Linked DNA regions of Mus musculus: regions 1, 2 and 4 are each linked to region 3. A link is a contact called in public promoter capture Hi-C data. All regions are on one chromosome and are shown on one strand. Each heading gives the region's core, a stretch centred on a gene start, on an enhancer-like site or on the middle of the called end of the contact. The rest is flanking DNA. Distances are from core to core; before and after follow the strand shown. Region 1 has its middle 12 kb from the start of Gm38915. Region 2 holds the start of Mgst1 (microsomal glutathione S-transferase 1). Region 3 holds the start of Rerg (RAS-like, estrogen-regulated, growth-inhibitor). Region 4 holds the start of Dera (deoxyribose-phosphate aldolase (putative)).

Region 1 (3,532 bases), core at 346-2,845, 520 kb after region 3:
GAGAATACAAATGCCACTTTCTTTGCCTTGTCAGTGACATGAATTTTTTTCTAACGTAACTTGGCAAAGTCATTGTATTAGAAGTGGTATTCATTTCTTTTCTTATTCTGTGGCAGATTTCAATTCTCCTTCAAAGATTACATAGACTTCCTATACATTCCTTCACGTATCCAACATTTCTCTTTCCCACACAGACTGGATAGCCTTGTAACATCCTGACCTGGTGAGAAAGTGACTGTTTTAGTTTTTTAAATCCATGGTGCCATCTTCTAACTAAAATTCAGAGATAGTTATTTACATAAAAATTATGCACATATTCATGTATCTCCTTCAGCCATGTGTCCTGTGCAGGTCACTCGCATCCTGACATATTTAGAAATCAGCTGCCTCAACATAGCAACTGTCTCCTGCATGCCAACATCCTCCCAACATCTCTTCTTTCCTTCTGTCCTTAGTTATAGTCCACACTATCAGGAACTGTCGTGGTGGGTTACTGTGCTCCACATTATTAACGAGAGCGTGAGGACAAGCTGGTTCCCTGTAATGAGCACCACTGGAATCCAGAGAACAGTAAGGGATGTCTATCACTATATCACATCATCTTATTTGGAGATGGAGAAAGAGCCTTCCGGGATCCCCATGTTAGAGCATCTTGTCTAAGAATCCTTACTTCTGTTCTTGGGCACTCATTCCGATACAGTGGTTCAATCCCGAGGGAGAACAAGTGGTGTTGGCTCTTTACATACCTTCCTATGAGTAGATCTCAGAATCTTTATCTTTCCTTCTTCTGAACAGCTCACAAAGCAAAATCTCTAGGCGTAGCTACGCTGTAAAGAGCAAGCCCGGTGTGGCCATGCAAGCCTGCAATCCCAGTGTTCAGCAGGGGGGCATGAGAAAATTGCTGCAAGGTCTGGACCAGCCTGGACTACATAGACAGCATCAGTCCAGCCAGAGCTACAAGGAAAAGAAGAAAAGAAGAGGAAAAAAAAAACAAAACAAAAATGAGCTAAGACTAGAAACAAAGAGATGAAAAAGACAGACCATTGTCATCTCCTGCAATGGAGACCATGTGAGAGCTGACAGACCCAGAGTCAGGAAGCCCTCTTCAGGGAGACCCTGATTTGTATTGGCCCAGACAAAACTAGGTTCTTGGCTTTTCCTGAGGCACAAGTATCCCTGAATCGGATGTTCATACTTTGAAGAAACTGCTTGGTAATTTACTGAGAGACTCAGTTCAGCCTTTGGGATGCAGGCAAAGTCTCACTGATGTGTGAGAACAAAGATGATGCTGGTAACAACAGAAGGGGTAGCAACAGTGGGCACAAAGGCAGATCATGAAGGCTAACAGCAACAGGGTCCCAGATGGAGTAAAGCAGCCTGCTACCAAGTCCCTGGACTGGGACAGGCCAGCTACTACAGGACCCTAGGAGGGACCATGTATTGTCATGCTGGTCTTAAGGAAAACATGAGGCTCTTGCAGTTTCTCCTAGGCTGGTTGTTAGGGGTTTTGTTTGCAGTATGCAACCTTGGAGAGATGAGGTAATGCCTTCCCCTGGAGCAGGACCAGCCTCATCCCATGGCCTCTGAAAGGGACAAATTCTTCAATCCCAGAGTTCCTCCTCCAGAGGCATGTCTGTCCACCTCTCCTCCCTGTGTCAGCCCCAGACAACCTGAGGTTTGTAGAAAACTGGCAGAAAAACACAGGAAACTCATGCTGCCTGCTGTCTGACAGCAGCGAGACTCAAGCCCTGTGTGCCTTGCCAGAATCTATGACTCAGTAACGGGGACACTCTTCCCTAAAACTAGAGAACAGTCCCAAGCCACTTAGAGTCTCTGGCAGCTCTACCCTCAGGACCCAGAGCAGTGCTAATCAAAGCAGGGCCTTTCCATGTGCTGAACAAGCCTTTGACTTTCCAAAACATATGTGAGGGCAGAGTGGATAGATCTCTCAGCTTGGGTAAAGACAGCACTTGCTTTGCAAACAGGAGGGCCCACATTCAATATCCAAAATGCTCTTTCACACACATGCACACACACACACACACACACACACACACACACACACACACTTCCCATTTGTCTTAGTTTACTGTTAACTTCATCTATGAATACTACATTGGTCAACACAGACTTCTGAAGTCATGAGGCAGATTGTTAACTACTGAACAAAAGCTTGTGCTAGGTGTCCACAGGTGAAGAAAAACAGAATGAATGGGACTTTTACCAAATTTCTCTTATAATAATAATGAGAATTCATCAAATCATCTCCATCTAAGAGAAAATGTAAGAAAAGTCTCAGGCTGATGAAATGTAAGACAGCTACCAGGCTAAGGGTGCTGGCACACGTCTCTAATGGAAGTGCTTGGAAGGCAGAAGCAGGGGGATCCAGCATTCAAGGCCGGCCATGGTTTAATAGCTAATTTGAGGGCAGTCTGAAGTATATGAGACTGTCTCAGAAACAAAAAAACAAACAAAAAAACAAAAAAACAAAATCAAGAGCTCACAGGGATGGCTCAGGCACCCTTCCTCAGCGCCAGCGAGAGGGTGTCGAGTCTCTGGAACTGCTTCCCTGTGCTTTCCTCAACATGCTGACGTCCTGTTTGCATGTGGGTTCCACACCTTTCTCAATGCAGACTAATTTATGGGAAAGCAACCTGTTTGTTTCTTTTTTTTTCCTGGTAAGAAGCTGTAAATTTGTCTTACTTGAAACAGGGACCTTCCTCTTCTTTTCAAAGCCTATGAAGTTGCAGTGCTCAAGAGCAACAGAGGCAGGCCTGGAGCGGGGGCAGGGGAGATCCTGATGTCTGATCTCAAACTTTGAACTTGGTGATGTCTTGCACTGACCTGCCTAAATGATCTTCTGTAGATGCCAGACTATTTGTGTTTAAGGTGGAGAGAACTTCGTTATCACAAGAGTACAGAGGCCCCGTAGACAACTTCTTTCTCTAAACAATTCGCTCACATAGGAATCCCAGGTCTTGGGATTTAGATTGGTGGGGCCATACAATCTCTTCTTTATAAGTGAATGTCAGCAAAAGCCTTTAAGTTATTCAGTCCACTCCATTTGGCTGATTTCTTTTCCTCAGAAGAAGAAGAACTGTTGAGATGTGTGAACAGCTGAATAACAATTTATGATGTAATGAAGTGTAGACAAGTGCCCTCTGTCACATGTGTCCTCTGTCACTCTGCCACACATGTCCTCCATCACATATGCCCTCTGTCATGGGTGTCCTCTGTCATGTGTGACACATGCTTTGTCAGATGCATGTCGACCCAGCCCTGAAGCAGCAGAATCTCTGGATCAGTGGCCTCACAACTGACAGTAAAATGTCTCTCTCTCTCTCTCTCTCCTTCCTTCCTCCCTCCCTCCCTCCTTCTCTCTCTCTTTCTTTTCCTTCCTTCCTTCCTTCCTTCCTTCCTTCCTTCCTTCCTTCCTTCCTTCCTTCCTTTCTTTCTTTCTTTCTTTCTTTCTTTCTTTCTTTCTTTCTTTCTTTCTTTCTTTCAGACTTGTTCATTTTTATTTTATATGTGT
Region 2 (3,415 bases), core at 332-2,831, 970 kb after region 3:
ACAGCAACAGATCTTTCTGCTATATGCACACGTAAAATCACATTTACCAGATGGTCAATAATTAGTAGGGCGTTACAGCAGAAACCCTTTATGTATTGATTAACTAGCCGATAGTTTGGACAAAGTTCAATGAGATCATTAGATGACTGAGATGCTCTTTGTAAAAGTGTGCCCTTGTTTTCCCACTGGCTTTCCGAAGATAAGAGTTAAGAATTTTTGTGCACCTTTCTGTGTAATCTTGCCTTCAGGATTTGTGCTGTCTTCCTTGGTGTAAATGAAGAGCTCTTTAAGTCCTTGCAGTACTAACCGCTCTCAAGGAAATTCAGAAAGCTCTGCTCCACTGCACTCAGTGTTCTGGTGTGGCCCCAGAGAGGAACTGAACAATGTTTTCAACTGAAATGAAAAGGTCGACCAAACACTCTTTTCAGATGTTCTACCAATCATGCCTTTAAAGAAACCATCTTCAGGACTGACTGACTTCAGCTTGGGTCAGCACATTGCTTCTTAATTCCTTTTAGTTTTTGGAAGGGATATAAAATAGAACTGTCTACTGAATCTTGAAAGTCAGAATCAGAGTGGGTCCTGGTGAGAAAAATCTTAGCCCTTGGGGGCTGAGGCAGGAATGGTCATAAGTTTGTGTACAGACTAGTGTGTACCACGCGTTCCAGACAGGGCTAAGTAACAAAATCCTCTCTAAAACGACAAATAAAACCAAACCAAAGAGGCACCCAGCTAAAACTCAGAAAATTAAGTGGTTCATACTGAAGAAGGAGGAGGAAGAAGACGAAGAGGAGGAAAATGAAGAAATAAAAAAGAGAATAATCGTGTAAAAGAAAGGAAGGAATAGAAAGAAAGGAAGAAAGAAAGAGAGAGAGAGAGGGAAGGAGGACAGGAGGGAGGAGGACAGAAGGGAGGGAGGGAGGGAGGGAGGGAAGAAAAGAAAAGAAAGGAAAAGAAAAGAAAAGAAAAGAAAAGAAAAGAAAAGGAAAGAAAAGAAAAGAAAAGAGAAAGACTGATTGATTCTCAGAGCAATGTGGGGCACAGGTGTAAACTGGTAAAGTTCCCGAGTGAAATGTTGCAGATGGGAACTTATCAACCTTAGAGCTCTCAGAGCTGGAGCTTGGCCATTACTGTGGGGCTCTGTGATGTGCAATAGCTTTGATGTTGCCCTAACGACCCTGCCCCCTTGCAACACTTTCCTAAGTCACTGTGAAACAAGTTAGTTGCCTAACAGACTCATAATTTCGCAGGTTTCACTTTGCACCCTGAAGGTATTCACAGCAATAGAGCCCCTCCCCCGAGATTTACATTTCCTTAAAACATTTTCTTTTTAGGTTTTCCAAATTCAACACTAAGGTCTTTTTGTTTCCAGCGACATAAAAGTTAGCAACCCCTTCCTTGCTTCCCTTCTTCCGGAGCCGGAACAGAACTGCCAAGATCCTTAGCAGAGAAAGACCCTCACCAGCCACAGCAGTTTCGGGGCGATTCAGGGGTGGGATTTGGCAAGCTCCGAAGGCGGGGCTTGGCACGGTCAGGAGGCGGGGTGATTAATAGAAAAATAGCCTGAAAAAGGGCGGTGCCAGCGCGGGTCCTGTTGGTGAAAAGTCCCAGAAGTGCACAGGCTCGGCAGGACAACTTGCAGCCCTTCTCCCTGGATTCAGGTGGGTGCTGCGCACGGCCACGGTGCTGCTCCCAGGCTAGGAGTGGGTGGGTGCAAGGGGCCGGTGGGTGGCAGGTGTAAGGCTAGAGAGTGGCTGTGCCTGTTTGAAAAGCCTTTGTTCCCTTTAGTTGTTTAAATGACCACCCCCCGCCCCCATTTTTGTGGCCCGCTCTAAATGAGAATTGTGCTTTTCTGTTCCTGCATTAAGTTTTCCTTTCTCAAACTCCAAGAAGAAACTTGGGAGCACGAGTCTTTTCATGTTTAAGAGATGGTTTTCTTATTTCTTATTTTCAAGCCCAAGTAGCATTCCCTTTGAAAGGGTCTCTTGATCTTGAGGGGAGGGGAAAAAAAATACATGCAAGTTGTAACAAGATGAGAAGTCACTGCGGTTTCAGCAACTTCTGTCCTTTCCCAGGGAGTAAAACCCTACAGTGTCCCGGGTGACTTGGACATGCAGGCCTTTCAACTTGTTGAAAAGTTGTTTGCTTTTCTAGATTCTCCTGTGGTAGGCAAGAGAAATCTCTACAAGTCTTTACACTGGTACTTTTGATATCATATGACTTACAGACTTAGCAGAGCAGCAGAGCGTGCTCTGTTGTGACTGTAGCCTGATGACCAAAGACCTGAGGGCGCAGCCCTTGGGCAGCTACTCCCCAGAGCCGCCCTCCCCTGTGGCCACTGTAGTCTGGCCCCACTGAGGCTGTAGGGAAGGTGCCTGGGACTCTGATCATGTGTGTATTTCTGTTCTTCCTCTGTTGCAGCCCTCTTTTCTGTCCTCACAACAAATGTGTTTGCTGCTTTCGATCCATTGAAAATTGAAGAGTCATGGCCTTGTGGCTGTGTGCCCAGATTTTCCAAGTTTCACAATACTGATGCAGATAGGGCAAACAGTTTTGAGAAGAAAAGAACTTTGCTTTTTCTTGGCTGAGGGCCCATGAGGAGAAAGAGGAGTATTTCTCAACTGCAGATAGCACTGGGGCAAAATATGACAACAGGAGTTACAGGAGAAGCTTCCAGGAAATGAGAAAACAGCACCCCACAATTCCTAGAATGGAATTGTGAGTCCAGGAACTATACAGGTCGGCGATGACAGGGCTCCAGAGACAGGCAGGTGGGGTCTCCAGTCTCCATTGTACCACCTGGCCTTATTTATACCCTACTCAAGCTTCTTTCCTTCAAAGTAGAAGAAAATGGTTTCTGTGTCGGAGTCTTTCATCCCAAGCTGTTTTCAGTCAACTGGTGGGCATCCCTTTGCTCTCTCCTGACAGGCATCCTGGGTAGGTGAAGAGACCCTTGTGTGATGGTGATTGTCCCGGGAGAGGGAGGGCCTAGGGCTTAGAGGGTGGACTAGCAGGCCAGGCACTGAGCTACAAACACTTTGGAAAACAGAACCCCACTGTTTTAGGATCTTGAGAGAAAGGTTTAGCCATCAGAACCTGAGACTTGACACTTGGCCACTTTTGTTATCCGCAGCTTCCGGCTGCGATGAGGTCATAGCAAACTGTAGGTAGTACCCTCTACTGCTGCATCTTCTACAGGCCTCAAGTTCTGGTCCCCTTAGGGTTGAGGGTAAGAGGCTCATCAGCCTTGGCAGGGTTGATGTTCTAGCTCCTGGGCTTGGAGTAGGGAGTCTAGACATTGAGCAACTCTGGAGTTTCTGAGTTCAGCATCGGAGTTTCTACCTTTGGCTCTTATTGTCTTTCTCACCTCTATTTTACCTCCTTTCTGCCCCAGTTGCCCCTAGCACCCCTCCGC
Region 3 (3,215 bases), core at 131-2,630:
CTGCCCTCTAAAGATGCCTTCACATTTTATTTCCCCATGAAAATTTGACGGAAACCATCAACGTGTCAATTGTTGTCATAGTAACCTACAGGCAAGTATCTGTTGAATTAACCAGAGACCTTCTATCCCTCAGATCTGAGGAAACTCAATGGTTCAAACACAGGAACTATTCCTGCCGTGGCCTGAAGTTCACTCTCGGAGCAGATTTGCTTTCCCGGAGGCAAAACCAAACAAGTTTCAAGTTTCCATCCTAAAATCACACCTAAATATTTAGGGGATGAAAGGCGTTGCTTTTCCGTATGCATGAAGTCATCAGAGGAAACATTAGAGTGAAGGAAAGACGTGTGTTGTTTCATTTGGTACTACTGACCAATCGTCGAATTCATTGACTCCCTCCACACTTAGGTGTATACTAACCAAAGAGGCTACCTGTGGGGACTCTGTTAGACCTACGACAATTGCGTTTCTAAAGCTTCATCCATCTGTTTATTTACTTAGCAAAAGGTTTTGCTCCTAATAAATCATTTCGCAGACTGTGTTTATCAAGGTCAGAGTTTTCCACTTCCTCTTGAGGCGAGTGGGGGCATCTTTATAATTACATTTTAATGCTTTTATGGCCTTCTAAAAAGAAAAAGAAAAAAAAAAAAAAGAAAGAAAGAAAGCAAAGCACAGCTGTCCAAGACAGCAGTGAATCCAGTCTGATGGTGGTGGAGTGAGATCGCTTCTCTCTGGGTCAGACCTCTCCTGAAATCAAGATTTCTCAGTTTCTCTGCTAGGAATTTTCCTTCATCTTATCACAAGGCAACAGCCACACCAAAGAGGTTGTGACTGCGCAAGCCCCCCGGCTGGCTCGCTACCCTGAGATCAACAGGTCCTGCAGCCAGGAGCAAGCCCACAGTGGGCTGCATGTTCTGCAGCTCACAGGCTCCACATAAAGAGCAGATGTCCCCTAATTCGGAAGGACGCCTTAGGCGCAGGACGCGCTGTCAAGCCTGGTGGCTGGCGTTCACATCTCTCAGGAGAACCCCAAAGTCGCCCTTAGGGAGGGACCCGGAGACCACCGGGACTCACCCAGGGGCTGAGCCCTCAGGGGCTCGTACCCTGTCCTCAGGGAGCCACCTGGACACGTGCGTGTCACTCACCTGTTCACTGTCCAGGCCGGGGAGACAGCCGCGGTCCTCTCCAAGTTCGCAATCCGCCCGCGGAGACTAGGAAGCTCTCCCACCCTGACCCACGCGGGCTACAGGAGGCGTTTGAGAGTTGGGGGGCCGCGATTGCGGTTGGGAGTCGCTGGGGCTGCAAGTGCGGTGCCCGGACGGGGTCTCTTCCCTCGCGCTCGCTCAGACTAGCAGCGCAGAGACTGCGGCAGGACGCGAGCTCCGGCCAGCCGCCGCTGCGCTCCGCCACCAAGATGCTGCAGTGAGGTGCCCGGGCGCCCCCTGCTGGACCAGTCTGCGAGCCGAGCGCCTCACAACCCAGCCTAGCTCAGCGCCAGGCCTGCAGGCTTCAGCTAAGTCCTTTCTTGATTAAAAAGCATCACTTACGCAGTGTTCTCTACGCCTTTTTTCAAAGGATCTTGCTAATACGCCCTGGGAATGTGTTCAGTTATCTTCATGATATTCGAGAGGAAGCAGAGGATTTTTAAAAAAGATAGAAATAAACGGGTCCAAGACTAGTAAATGGCTGGGAGAAAATCCGGAAAGGATCGGAAACAAATATACTTCCAAAGATATAAACACCAAATTTAACCGAAATTCATATTTGTATATATGAGAAAGTCCCCGGTGTGCTCTGTTCCCTCTGGAAGACCAGCATTTATAAGATTTGCTTTGGCGTCAAACCCCATCCCGTTCAAACCTCAACAAAGATAATTAACATGCATGCTATGCTAAGCTAAGCAAGACCTGCTTACATCCCCCATCTCCTTTGATATTCACCTCCCTGGAGGTAAGCATGGCTATTGTAATTGCTGGTCTTTCGGAGGGAAAGGAGAGCTTCTGAGAGGTTAAAGGATTCCCAAAGACGATGGTGGGCATGAACAAAGCAACAGGAAATGTCTATGCCTTTCTCCTTTTTCATTCCAAAGCTGGGTTTTCTTACCAGGGTATCTGGTGACTCACTGAAAGCGAGGCTAGGCAACAGGAGCAGGCAGGGGCCCAGGGCGATAGGAATAATCAGTGGAGCCACTCTGGTGGAAGAAAGTCTCTGCCCCGTGGAGGCAGAGACTTGGCAGGCAGGGTGGATGAAGAGGTTGGACTTGTGATAGCCTCAGCATGTGTCCTGATAACTCACTGAGAAACCTTTAACACACCACATCCAGCGTGAATTTCCAGATCCCCCCTCCCCGACTTCCTGGGGACCCCAGATCTGACCTACAGTGACACTCCCTCCCACATGCCCCAGCACCCTGCCAGTATTGGGCTTGCTTTGCATTCTCTCAAGTTTCTCCTTGTTCTGCTAACCCTTGACATTCCAGGGGCTGGAAGAGTGGGGGAAGAGTACTGTGTGTGCACCCATGCTCTCCCCCTGTTGCAGGGCCTGCTGCACAATGATCAAACGGATGCAACAAGACCATTTGAGACATGATACATCTAAATTGTTTATCCACTGAACTTGGAAGAGCTATTTAGTGTGGACTTGAAGACATGGGTCCCGTCCTTGAGAAACAGCGATTTCAGCATCTCGGAATACAAACGGTCTTAGAGCCTACAGTAAGAAGACAAATTATATTTGTAGACAATGCAAAATTCTATAAAATTCAAATTGTGTGGAATTTTATAGCATTAATATCGTCAAGTTTCAACCTACCTTCTTTTCCTGTCATGCTTTGTAGAGCAGTACTTGATAAAAATGTCTATAAAGATGATACATTTTAAATATATGATATTTGCAGTATCTATGATTTATGTCTAGGATAAAAATTAGAATATATATATAATGTATATACAATATATATGTATATACTTTTACAATGACTTAAGTCTGAGTTTCTATTATGCCTTTCCTATCCAATAGATCTCGCTGAAGAGGTCACAAGCTCACAAGCCAGGTTTCATGGGAGCAGCCTTTCTCATCTTGTCCCATTAGCTGTCTCTCCATATCCTCTTGTATAGCCCTTATAAGCCAGCACTCCTCTCTCAATAAGGAAGGCATTAGTGTGCGCTCCTGCAGTTTCTTCTGAAGTTTTTATTAGCCTACAAAAAGTAAGTTTCACT
Region 4 (3,326 bases), core at 720-3,219, 580 kb after region 3:
GTCAGACATGGTAGTGCATATGTGTGCACTTAATGAACATGGCCAGGCCACACGAGATAGCTACATATTAGGTAGGATTGCTTGGTCATTGTGACTAGGTTAATTCTATAGGTTTCTCCATTGAGACATGAATATTTTGGCTATGCGTGATGTTGGCGTTCTTGGTGATCTAGATGGTTTCAGATAAGCTCCAGGTTTTTAGTGCTTGCTCCAAGTTTTGCAAGGTTAAGTGAAAATAACAGTGGCATTATGAATATGGCCTAGACATACATCCAAAATATTTAGAAGTAGCTGTGTGTGGACCAGACTAGATGGCAGCTCAGTAGGGAAATAAGCAGGTTTCTATCTAGCAGAGTAATTGTGTATCTGACACCACATTAATAACTTACATTTATCATGGCCTCAGGTATTTACAAACTACAACTTTGCATACAAACCTATTTTGATCACCCAGTTTTGCAGTAAGTAGACTTATGTCCTAGAACCTTCTAGTCACTAAGAATTGAATTACAAATAGTTTGAGCTCATTAGAGACCTGTTTACCAGATTGCTGCTTAATTCTCAAAATTTGAGTCTCTGGGTATATGTACATCTCTGGCAGGACTTTCCTGAGATGAAAGAACTAGAGCAATTGATTCACTAGAGAAACTTGTAGTTCAGACAAACTTGTAGCTCAGCAGAGATGGTCCATGTGAGTACAGATACAGTGGCTCACCCCCTAGACTGTGAACCTGGAGTAATTCAGAGAAACCAGGCTGAGAAAAATCATCACTGAATCTCAACTTTAGAAAGCAAAGAAATTGTCGCGATCCTTTCTTACAGATAAGGAAAATGAAGTTCACAAAGGCCAGTAGTGTGTCCTAGGTTACATGCTCAATTATTCACAGAACTAAGGCCAGTAGTGTGTCCTAGGTTACATACTCAATTATTCACAGAACTAAGTTAAAAAAATTCTTTTCAGGCCTGAAGAGGGAACTGAGCAGTTGAGAGTGCTTGCGCTTCTTAACACTTAAGTATGGTTCCCAGCTCCTGACTAACTCTTGGTCCAGAGTGGCCTGGCCTGGCCTTTGCACATACCTGAACACATGTGCTATGCACACATATGTGTGTAGACACAAAAATGAAAATACTATATTTTCTAAATGAAAGAAGCTGGACCTTTTATTGAATGTAGCATCTGCCTGTAATCCCAGCAATGGGGATCTGGGGTCTGGGGCAGGAGATTCAACACAGCAACCTCTTGTCCAACCGTGATTACAAAGCAAACTGTCTTAAAAACAAAACGAAAGGGCTGGAGAGATGCTCAGCGGTAAGAGCACTGACTGCTCTTCCAGAAATCCTACGTTCAATTCTCAGCAACCACATGGTGGCTCACAACCATCTGTAATGGCGATCTAATGCCCTCTTTTGGTGTGTCTGAAGACAGCTACAGTGTACTCATATACATAAAATAAATCTTAAAAAAAAAAAAAACAAAAATAAGAAACCGAGTCTTCCTAAGCTTATGTCCTAGCTGCTCTTTCACTGAGTCCAGACTAGAAATTACAGCGCGTTCTAGCTCCTAGACTACCTTGGCTGTCCCCTGAGGGCTCTGGAACACTACCCACAATTCGGGTCCAAGACTACATTGCTCCGCTCATGCAAGAAAGAATCCAGTCCTGCCACTCACATGATCCTACAGCTAAAGTTCCTAAGTCTGATTCTGTCTAGTTCAATTGGCCATGTAAGCATTTAAAAATGGTCTGGGAGACTTCTGGAGCTGGGGAATGCTCAAGTCACAGGCCTGACCTGGAAAGACAGGGAACAGGTAGGGTGATGACCTGGCTGGGCTCCAAGCCCAGGAGCTGGAGAAAAGTTTAAGTGGTACAGGACCGAAGAGGCGTGGCTTTGGTAGGGCGTTGCAAAAGGGGCGTGGCTCTGGGCGGGGACTTGACAGGAAGGAGGAAGGCCAGGCCCGTGTGGCGACCTGGAGCAAGGGTTGGCTTTCAGCGGTGGCCACAATGGCTGCTCACTGCCGGGGCACAGAGCTCGGTAAGGGCCAGCGGGTTGCGCTCCCCTTCGCCAGGTTGGGGGTGGGGGTGCCCAGGGCGATCCCCGGAGGGCGGAGACCTGAACTGAGGCAGAACTCGGGGACAGCCCTGTCGCCAGGCTCTATGCAGTCTTAACCCTTTAAGCGGAAGCAAGGAAGGGTTAATTAGATCTTTGCACTATGTAGCTCTGTGGTCGCAGTAAACCAACCCGAGTGAAAAGCCTGCCGGGTACTTGTGTGCCATTCATTTACTGCCGGACTCACGTAGCCATTCCCAAAGTTGGCTGTGCTGGTGGTCATCGCCGTCTGCTAAAAATGATTTTAAATGCTTAGACAAAATGTTCTTTTTAAAACTATTTTTCACCTTATTGATACTAGTTCAGATATTTCTGGGAAAAAAAATTAAAAGTCTGTAATTCAAACGTAGCAAAAACGTGACTGAGCCAAATGTCAATGACTTAACTTTGCATAATAGATTGTTTGCTTTGTATCCTGGACCCTCTTAGGTGTGTGATTTTGGGTAAATTACTCACTCTGTGCTTATATACCGGCATCTGTAAAGTAGTTATTTATTAGGAAGCTACTTCTGTCTGAAGGTGGTTTGGATAGTGTGAGGAGGGGATACTTGGAGCCGCTGGTATATTTCTCTGCACTTAGTGTTGAATAAGCAACGATAATGAGCGCACTAAGTTCTTTTCATAGGGACTGATTTTGAGTGGCTGTGAGTGATACACAGGGTTACTCTTTTCAGAAGGGACTTGCCAGTCTAGACTTTAGAAGTGTTTAGAATTGCATGCTTGACAGGTAGTCTCTGTACCAGGTTAATGGCACTTTAGTCCCTCTCTCCAACAGAGCCTTACACTTTATCCCTGCAGTGTAAACTTTAGCAGTGACCCTGGAAGATGGACTAAGGGCTGAAGATGAAGCTAGTCTGCATCTTTGTACAAGGTCGAGGATGTAACATAATTCCCCCCCCCCCCCAACAGCTCTTTTAAAGTTTCAAATTTTCCTTTCAGGAGATGCAATTAAGCCAATTTTACTCCCCCCCCCCCCCCCCGCCCCCAGCCCCTAGGTTTCTCTGTGTAGCTCTACACTGTCCTGGAACTCACTCTATAGACCAGGCTGGCCTGGAACTCAGAAATCCACCTGCCTCTGCCTCCCAAGTGCTGGGATTAAAGGCGTACGCCACCACTGTCCGGCCATTTTTACTTTCTTAAAGTGTAAGTCCTGGGCTGGGTGCTATTGCACACACCTGTAACCCCAGCATCAGTTGTGTGTCAGGTTAGCCTGGACTATA

The links. Promoter capture Hi-C pulls out the DNA fragments that hold promoters and counts their contacts. Capture Hi-C pulls out chosen DNA fragments and counts their contacts.
Region 1: a promoter capture Hi-C map of embryonic stem cells shows a contact between it and region 3, with 2.7 times the contacts expected there. The contact joins the enhancer-like site here to the promoter of Rerg in region 3. A contact is called at or near these places in 6 of 39 promoter capture datasets (the 3T3-L1 cell line, cranial neural crest, embryonic stem cells and 2 more), 2 of 115 datasets of contacts at active chromatin or transcription factors (both in embryonic stem cells) and 1 of 9 other capture datasets (embryonic stem cells).
Region 2: a promoter capture Hi-C map of adipose tissue shows a contact between it and region 3, with 3 times the contacts expected there. The contact joins the promoter of Mgst1 here to the promoter of Rerg in region 3. A contact is called at or near these places in 1 of 39 promoter capture datasets (the 3T3-L1 cell line), 1 of 115 datasets of contacts at active chromatin or transcription factors (embryonic stem cells) and 1 of 9 other capture datasets (adipose tissue).
Region 4: a contact with region 3 is called in a promoter capture Hi-C map of neural stem cells. The contact joins the promoter of Dera here to the promoter of Rerg in region 3. A contact is called at or near these places in 3 of 39 promoter capture datasets (cranial neural crest, embryonic stem cells and neural stem cells) and 2 of 115 datasets of contacts at active chromatin or transcription factors (embryonic stem cells and stem cell-derived neural progenitor cells).

Annotation. Positions count from the first base shown.
Region 1 is chr6:137,689,171-137,692,702 of GRCm38.p6, forward strand. No RefSeq gene overlaps it. Among named protein-coding and RNA genes, the nearest start is that of Gm38915, 12 kb to the right of the region's middle. Within about 2 kb of position 1,596, at least 52 of the 459 cell types and tissues checked have an H3K27ac peak or open chromatin away from gene starts, as enhancers often do.
Region 2 is chr6:138,138,946-138,142,360 of GRCm38.p6, forward strand. Mgst1 (microsomal glutathione S-transferase 1) reads left to right here and starts at 1,582. Exons shown (of 4, transcript NM_019946.5): 1 at 1,582-1,661.
Region 3 is chr6:137,168,338-137,171,552 of GRCm38.p6, forward strand. It overlaps Rerg (RAS-like, estrogen-regulated, growth-inhibitor), which reads right to left and starts at 1,381. Exons shown (of 5, transcript NM_001164212.1): 1 at 1,143-1,381.
Region 4 is chr6:137,752,608-137,755,933 of GRCm38.p6, forward strand. Dera (deoxyribose-phosphate aldolase (putative)) reads left to right here and starts at 1,970. Exons shown (of 9, transcript NM_172733.1): 1 at 1,970-2,031. The coding sequence starts at 2,001.